Linked DNA regions of Hordeum vulgare: region 1 is linked to region 2. A link is a contact called in public Hi-C data. All regions are on one chromosome and are shown on one strand. Each heading gives the region's core, a stretch centred on a gene start, on an enhancer-like site or on the middle of the called end of the contact. The rest is flanking DNA. Distances are from core to core; before and after follow the strand shown.

Region 1 (3,768 bases), core at 264-2,763, 230 kb before region 2:
TTTAAAAAAAATCTACAGCAACCATCTTCTGCACACAAGTGCAAGAAGCTGGAGTCAGCTTTAATGAAACATATCTGAATCAGTCCTATAATTAATACATATACAAGTAAGACACATCAAACTCAACAAAATCACCGAAGATGCTGTGAGCCCGGCAAGCATCTCCAATAGCTTCATGCCTAGCGGCCCGGTGGTGAATACTACCAAACAGCTCACCAAAATTGACGAGAAGAAGTACACATGTTTCATATGATTTGTGGGCGCATTACAAGGACTCAATACCATGTACAGCTATTAAATTGCTACTCGTGGTTAAAATATGACCAAGAACACAAGGACTAATAAACTCAGACGGAGGTAGTAATAGCTAAGAATTTAGAGAAAGAAAGAAAATTACCTACTGCAGGACCTCTGGCTGGGTGGTTCTTGGCTGTGCGATGGATGATGCTGGCAATCCGGTGGTTACTGTTGTGCCGCTGCTGCTCGGCTGCTCCTTGTGGCCCACAATTAGAGACAATAGCCAAAATACCACTATGAGAAACCAAACTTGCCAAAATACCACTATGAAAAACAAACATGCCAATATAGCACTACTTTCAGTTTTCTCTTGCCAAAATACCATTAGTGACTAAGACTAACACCATCCAAAGAAGACTTCTATGCCCTTACCTCTTCACAGCCCAAGTATACATTTCAGCAAACAAAAAGCAGCTACGGTGCAACATTTTAACAGCCAATTGACATGAAAACATCACCAACTCAACATAATCTTACTTTGCATCATCCAACAACAATATAGCCCCTTTTGTACACTCGTTTGCCGTCTACAATCGTCAAGTAAGACTGAACATCTATTTCTACCTTGTAATCGCCCATGGAATCGTTTCTGAAACACATAAACACAGCAAAATCTAAATTTGCTGCACTTGCAATGAGAAAATTCATGGAAAACCGGGGGGGGGGGGGGGGGGGGGGGGGGGGTTTACCTTCTGCTGTTGTGATGTAGTGACTGGCAGCAAGTTGCTGCAGGCAGAGGAGCCGGGCACTGCCGAGAGAGGGGCGGCCGAGCAGGTTGGGGCACCTGCAACCCGTGCCAATGGAGGCACGCGGGAGTCCCGGGGCAGGCGAGCAGGACAGGAGGGCGAGGCAGAGCAGGGACGCAGGACGAGGCGAGCTGCGGCTGCGGGCCGGATGGCGCCGGAGCCCAGCCAGGCGCCGCCCTCGGAGAGGATTGACGGGCGCCGGGCGCCGAGCTGCCCAGGCACGCGACCAGGCAGGAGAAGGCCGGGCGACAGAGGAGGCTAGGGCCGGGGATGGATGGCGGAGAGGATTAGAGGGAGAGGGGAGCTGCGGTCGACGGGCGCCGGGCGCCGGGCTGCCCAGGCACGCGACCAGGCAGGAGAAGGCCGGATGACAGAGGAGGCTAGGGCCGGGGATGGATGGCGGTGAGGATTACAGGGAGAGGGGAGCTGCGGTCAGCCGCCGGCGAGGGCTGCTTCTTCCTCGCGCCGTCATGGCTGTTGGGTGCGGGAGGGCTTTTTTTTTTTAAGAAACAGGGTACGGGAGGGCTGGATAGGGTTAATTTTGAAATAGGAAAAAGTCAAAAACAAACCTTAAGACCCTGTTTGGTTCCAAATAAGTCACCAACTTATAAGCTAAAAAGTGTAAAAGTGACTTATTTTACCAAACAGACCCAACTTATAAGTCACCCCAACTTATCTCTCCCTAATAATAAAGCAAATACTGTTTCTGATCGTCTTGAAAATTATTCCTAAAGTTTGCATAAATTACTTACCATGCCATCGATAAGTAATTAAAAACGTTTCACAAAGCAAAAAATGGCCGGCCCATGTAAAAACCTTCTATATTACCTTCTGCATGCTGGAAGAATTTCCAGCACACCATATGGACCGGCCCATGCACATGCGCCTGCTTTTAGTTCCGTTTATTTATTTATTTTCAGTTTCGTTTTATTTTTTTATTTTAAATAATTAAAAACTTCAAATAATCTTTAATATTTTAATAAACTGAAAATTATAAATCAACATATTTAAAAAATTAAAATGTTTGTGACTTCAAAAACTGCTCGAAGTTTTGTGAAAAATGCTCGCATACACAATAAAATGTTTGCAATTTTAGAAAAATGTTTGTACAATAAGAAAAGTCCATGATCTCAAATACAATTCCATGTAATAAAAATTATTAAAGGCATTTAACAAAATGATTTCTAATTTAAAAATATGTTAATGCATTTAAAAAATGTCTTAAAATTTTAAAAATAGCTAATGCCTGTTTTGATAGTTTCTTTTTTTATTTAACGTTCCATTTTTGTTTATTTATATTTAAATAATTTAGAATTACAAAAACTTTTGCATATTATAAAATAGGAATTTTGATTTAAAATGCTGACGAATTTTTATTTTGAATTAAAAATAGGGTTCAAAAAGAGCGTCGAATTTTTATATTCTTTTGCAAATTTCAAAACAATGTCCATGAATTTAATAAATATATTACTGATTTATAAAAATGTTTGTTCATTCAGAAAAACTTCATGCGTTTCAAAAAATGTTTGTGAATTTAAAATAAAATTCTCCAACATCAAAAATTATGTTCGTCTTTTCTTAAATTGGTCGCCAATTCGAAAGAAAATATTTAAACCCGTTCAAAATATAAAAAATATTCACGATTTTTACTAAATGTTTGTAAATTGTAAAAAATGTTCTCAATTTTAAAATTGTTCCCATATTTGTAAAATTGTTCACAAAGTTCTAATGTATGTAGTTAAACATTAATGCTTCTAAGTCTTTGTGACAATATACATGTGTGAATTTTGAAGAATTAACTGTTGGATGGATCGGATTATTATTGTATGTTTTCTAAGAAAAAATCTTGAAATTCAGAATAAATCTTTGAGTTACCAAGATTTTTGACAACCATGATATATATTTTTTGAAAATGTAAAGATTACTTCAAGCGATGATATGTTAATAAATTTGTGCACAAAATTTCTAAATCAAGCGATGATATGTGAACATAATATGGTCACCATCATTGGAGATTATGTTTTTTTTCGTGGCAACGCTCGGGCCCTTTTGCTAGTAAGTCATAAGTTGCTACACCCCAACTTAAAACTTATAAGTCACCCACTTTTGCATGAGAAGGTGACTTATAAGTGAGATGGCAACCAAACAAACATGACTTATAAGTCACTGGTTTTAAGTCACGTGACTTATAAGTCACCTGACTTAGGCCATGTTTGGTTCCAAATAAGTCACCAACTTATAAGTTGAAAAGTGCAAAAAGTGACTTATTTTGCCAAACAGACCCAACTTATAAGTAACCACAACTTATAAGTCATAGGTTGCTCCATCCCAACTTAAAACTTATAAGTCACCCACTTTTGCATGAAAAGGTGACTTATAAGTCAGATGACAACCAAACAGGCGTGACTTATAAGTCACTGGTTTTAAGTCATGACTTATTGAAACCAAACACGACCTTATTGAAACCAAACAGGGCCTAAATCTATAGACGAAAGCTAATTGAATTCGAAACTTGTAATTCCAAAAATTGACACATCAAACTCTTCGATCCTGGTCTATTTTAAATTTTGAGAACGTTGCCAAACAGAATTATCGACGTGGCAGCTCAAATCCCCAAGATTGTTATATGTGATTGCGACTCGGCCAGCCTAACACACATGAACCAAGTTTTTTTATATTTTTCATTTTTTGAGGGATTTATTTTTTCATAAAACATGAAGTACAA
Region 2 (4,171 bases), core at 1,183-3,682:
TGGCCGAGAGCACGACCATCTTCTGCTTGAGGCGGTTTGCAAAAGTAATTATCAAGTGCTTTGGCCAACAATACTTGAGAGCACCCAATGCTCAAGACACGGAGAGGCTTTTAGCGTTGAATGCTCAAAGAGGGTTCCCAGGGATGCTTGGCTCGGTTGATTGCATGCACTGGAGGTGGAAGAATTGTCCAGCGGCATGGCATGGGCAATTTACCGGACATGTCAAGGATCCAACCATCATACTTGAGGCTGTTGCAGATGAGGATACATGGTTTTGGCATGCCTATTTTGGTTTGCCCGGATCACTAAATGACATCAATGTGCTCAACAGATCTCCATTGTTTGCAAGCTTGGCCAATGGAGAAGCGCCAGAGATTGAGTATGAGTTGAATGGACACAAGTACACGAAGGGATATTATCTTGCAGATGGGATTTATCCATAGTGGGCAACATTTGTCAAGCCCATTCCTAACCCTCAAGGTAAGAAACAATCTCGTTTTCATAGTGCTCAAGCAGCCGCTAGAAAGGATGTGGAGAGGGCATTTGGGATTTTGCAAGCCCAATTTGCTATTGTTCGTGGACCGGCTAGGTTTTGGGACCAAAAAACCCTAGGGAGGATCATGACGGCTTGTGTGATATTGCACAATATGATCATCGAGAACGAGCGTGGTCAAGATTTTGATCACCACTACGACTTTATGGGGCGGGTGGTGAATCCTCGTAGACGTGCTGACCGCGTGAGTCACTTCCTTCAAGTTCATCATGAAATTAGAGATGCAGATACTCATCGACAACTAAAAGAAGATCTTATCGAGGAGTGGTGGAAGTAGAATGGAGAACAAGATACTTGAGTTCGTATTTCAATTGCTAATTCGGTTTCGTTTAACATTTGTGTTTGATTTGATGAACATTGTGTTGTAATATGCACTATTTGTTTGACAATTTGGGAATTTTAATTTAGCACGTTTGAATTGATTGTATTTGTGATTCGGTTGCATTTGCACAAATAGAACTAGAAGCACAAAGAATGGGCTATCAAGTTTTTGGGTATCCAAATATGGGTAAGCTTGAAAAGCAGAATTTTTTTTGGATACCCAAACCTTCTCTTCTCTATCCATAATGGTTTTGACTACCCAAAATATGGGTATGCTCTTAGAGATGCTCTTAGGGCGTGTTTGGTTAAATGCATAGCCTCACGCTGCATCGTATCCACCATCCCGACTGAGTCTAGCCAGGTTAACCTGATGCAAAAACGGGTAGAGATGTATGTTTGGTTGTTTGCATGATGTTGGACAGGACAATGTGAGATGGTGTTTGGAAGTCTGTATGAGAAATCGATGAACTCCTGCACCACTAGCGTCCCATGGCGCCGCCGCGACCACGGGTGGTCGGGCCGATCCAGCACAGGTGCGTCTTCCTCTCCGACGCAGCGCCTGCAAGCACACACATCCAGGCGCTGGCGAGCGCATGAGCATGGACGTCCAGCGGCACGGTCGCATCGATCCGGGGGGGTGACCCACTTGAAGAGGGCGCACTTGGAGCCGGGGGAGGCGAGATCTTGCAACACAACGACAGTCAGTCGGTCGGTCGTTCCGGCGCGGCGGCGATCTGAGAGACGGACATTAGAGGGGCGGGGCGGGGAGGGGGCGGGGGCGTACTAGTGCTTGACCCAGCGGGCGGTCGGGCGCGGGCAGCGGCGGAGCGTCTGCGGCTGCGGCTGCGCGGGCGGGTAATAGTAGTAGCCCCCGGCCCCCGCCCCCACCACCGCGTACTCCATGCCTCCTTCCTTCCCTCCGCGCTGCGCGATGCGGCCGCCGGTGCCGTCTCTCTCTGTGTACCGTTTCGCGTTAAGTGGAAGCGCAGGTGCAAGAGCGAGGCTGCATCGCAGGAACGCTCGATTCCTGCGTTCCTCTCAGCCTGGCTGAGGGGCTTGCTTTTGCATCAGCTGGGCCAGGCTGGGGACGCCCACAGGACACCAAACAGGTTAGATTTTGCATGCCCAGTGCGATGCAGATGCGAGCAGAGAAACCAAACACGCACTTAGTGAACCATAGTCTGGTTGGGCGGGGCCCTCCAGAAGTCATTGATCTTACAAGGAGGACTTTAAGAAGAACCATGAGTAATACTACAATACAAGTTTTTAACCGTAAAATAGAAAAATAAAAATACAGAAACCTGCCCCTCCCCTCTCGAGTTTTTTTTCTCTTAACTATCGGCTATGCTGACCGCGGCCTGGTCTCTCGGGTGACTCCCTGTGGCTATCTGTTTTGTGTCCTACCGAAACGTCATACAGTGGTCAACGAGTGTTCACGAATCAACAAAGTGCCCCAACGTCGCACGGAAGCCTTGACCGACAGGTGGGCCGTCGTGGTCCTACCTACTCCAAGAGGCACCGGATGTGACAAATCACCGCCCTACTCGCACTGCCACGTGAACCCCACTTGTCAGCTCGGGGCCTTCCGCAACCTTCGCAGCTCTGCTCCGCGCACCCCCCGATCGGGCCCACGCGCCATCGTCTCCCCCAATTCCTTCTCCCTCCTCCTCGGCGATGGTTTGATCGGATCCACCAGCCCGATCCGGCCCAGATCTGGTGCCGCCATGGCCGACCACTCCGACTCCGATTCCTCCCCCAAGTCCTCTTCCTCCTCGTCCTCCGCCCGCCGACGCTCCCCGCCGCGCGTCCGGGCACACTCCGACGAGGGCGGCAGCAGCGACGGCGTCCTCGTCGAGCTCCCCTCGCAGGTATCATCACCACCGCAGCCAGTTCCAACCGCTCTGCCACCTCCATTTTGACACCCGGGTCCACACGAACAAACGGAACGGCTTACGGAACCTCCTGCCTCTGCACCGTGTAGGATGCGCGGAGCCCCGGGGCAGACCCAGACGCCGGTATCTTCGTCAGCATGCCCGCCGACGATGCCACCAGCGGCGAGACCTTCGAGGATGCCCCTGACGACCTCGCAACCGCTCGCTCGCTCGATGAATCCATCGCAGTCATCGACTTCCCGGACGAGTCTAGCGCCGCTGCCGAGTGCCGCAAGTACAAGGTATTGCTTCCTTTTGCTTTTCACACTAGTTCAGTTCGTGTTATTTTGCACGTGAATTGCGACCTGCCAGCTCCATTCTCTGCCTATAAGATGACGCGAACTGGGCTTGGTTCAGGAAGAGAGAGATGTGTGTGCACGGGAGGCAGCGACGCTACGGAGAATGCTACAGGAGCTGGTGGGGCGGGAAGTGTCAAGTTCGTTGCATGCAGATGATCCTGATGAGAGGGCACCACTGCACTTGATGCTGGATGATTGCTCCAGACTTGTGCTTGAACTGAATTCAATGGTGCGTTCCAGGGAGGAGGAGGTTGACAGCTTACGTGCCAGGGCTGCTGAGGTTCAAGTGTCAAAAGAGGTTGTGGATGCATACCTTGGTTCGTGGAGGCAAGTTTCAGAACTAACAATTGGGCGAATGGTTGCATCGCTCGATGCCGTGGTTGGGAAAGATGCCCTCAGTTTTGAGGGTGCTGATCAAGACGGGATATCTGCTGTTGAAAGGAAGACTTCGTTGCTAACAGAGCGGTACAGGCAAGCTTTATTGGGCATTGAACAACTCGAGCAAGTGTTGGCAGAGGTTAAGCCTGGTTTTGTGGCCACGGGTCAATGCGATCACGCCACTCTTTTCGGTAATGTTTCAGAGGAATTGGTCAGTAGCAAGAGAAACGAAGCAAATTTCATACAAAAGTTGAAAACTTCCATGGAAGAAAACAAAATCCTTACCGAAGAGCTTGAGAAAACGAAAGCTGCTCGAGAGGTAGCAATTGCTGAAGCAGGCAAAACAAAGGCAGAAATTGAGCAGATGGAGCATAAATTATCAGCTACTAAAGAGAAGCTCACCATGGCTGTCACAAAGGGCAAGTCGTTGGTGCAGCATCGTGATTCCTTAAAGCAGACACTGGCTGAAAAAACAGGTGAGCTGGAGAGGTGCATGGTGGAATTGCAACAGAGGTCTGATTCCTTGCAAGAATCTGAGGGCAGGATTGAGGAGCTTAAGATGTTGCTAGATGAAAAGTCAGTGGAACATGAGAAATGTTTGGACGAGCTTAGAGAAACATACAACGCATGGGAAGCTGCTAAGGCAAGCATTGAGCAATTAAATGACGCAAACACCGCACTTACAATAA

The links. Hi-C and Micro-C count contacts between places; a contact is called where the count stands out from the background.
Region 1: a Hi-C map of seedling shows a contact between it and region 2, with 6 times the contacts expected there. The contact joins the promoter of LOC123401502 here to the promoter of LOC123402361 in region 2. A contact is called at or near these places in 2 of 6 Hi-C or Micro-C datasets (leaf and seedling) and 1 of 1 datasets of contacts at active chromatin or transcription factors (embryo).

The regions. Positions count from the first base shown.
Region 1 is chr6H:335,271,618-335,275,385 of MorexV3_pseudomolecules_assembly, reverse strand. LOC123401502 (telomere length regulation protein TEL2 homolog) reads right to left here and starts at 1,513. Exons shown (of 15, transcript XM_045095326.1): 1 at 987-1,513; 2 at 398-487.
Region 2 is chr6H:335,046,017-335,050,187 of MorexV3_pseudomolecules_assembly, reverse strand. It overlaps LOC123402361 (restin homolog), which reads left to right and starts at 2,432. Exons shown (of 8, transcript XM_045096282.1): 1 at 2,432-2,742; 2 at 2,856-3,047; 3 at 3,163-4,171. The coding sequence starts at 2,599.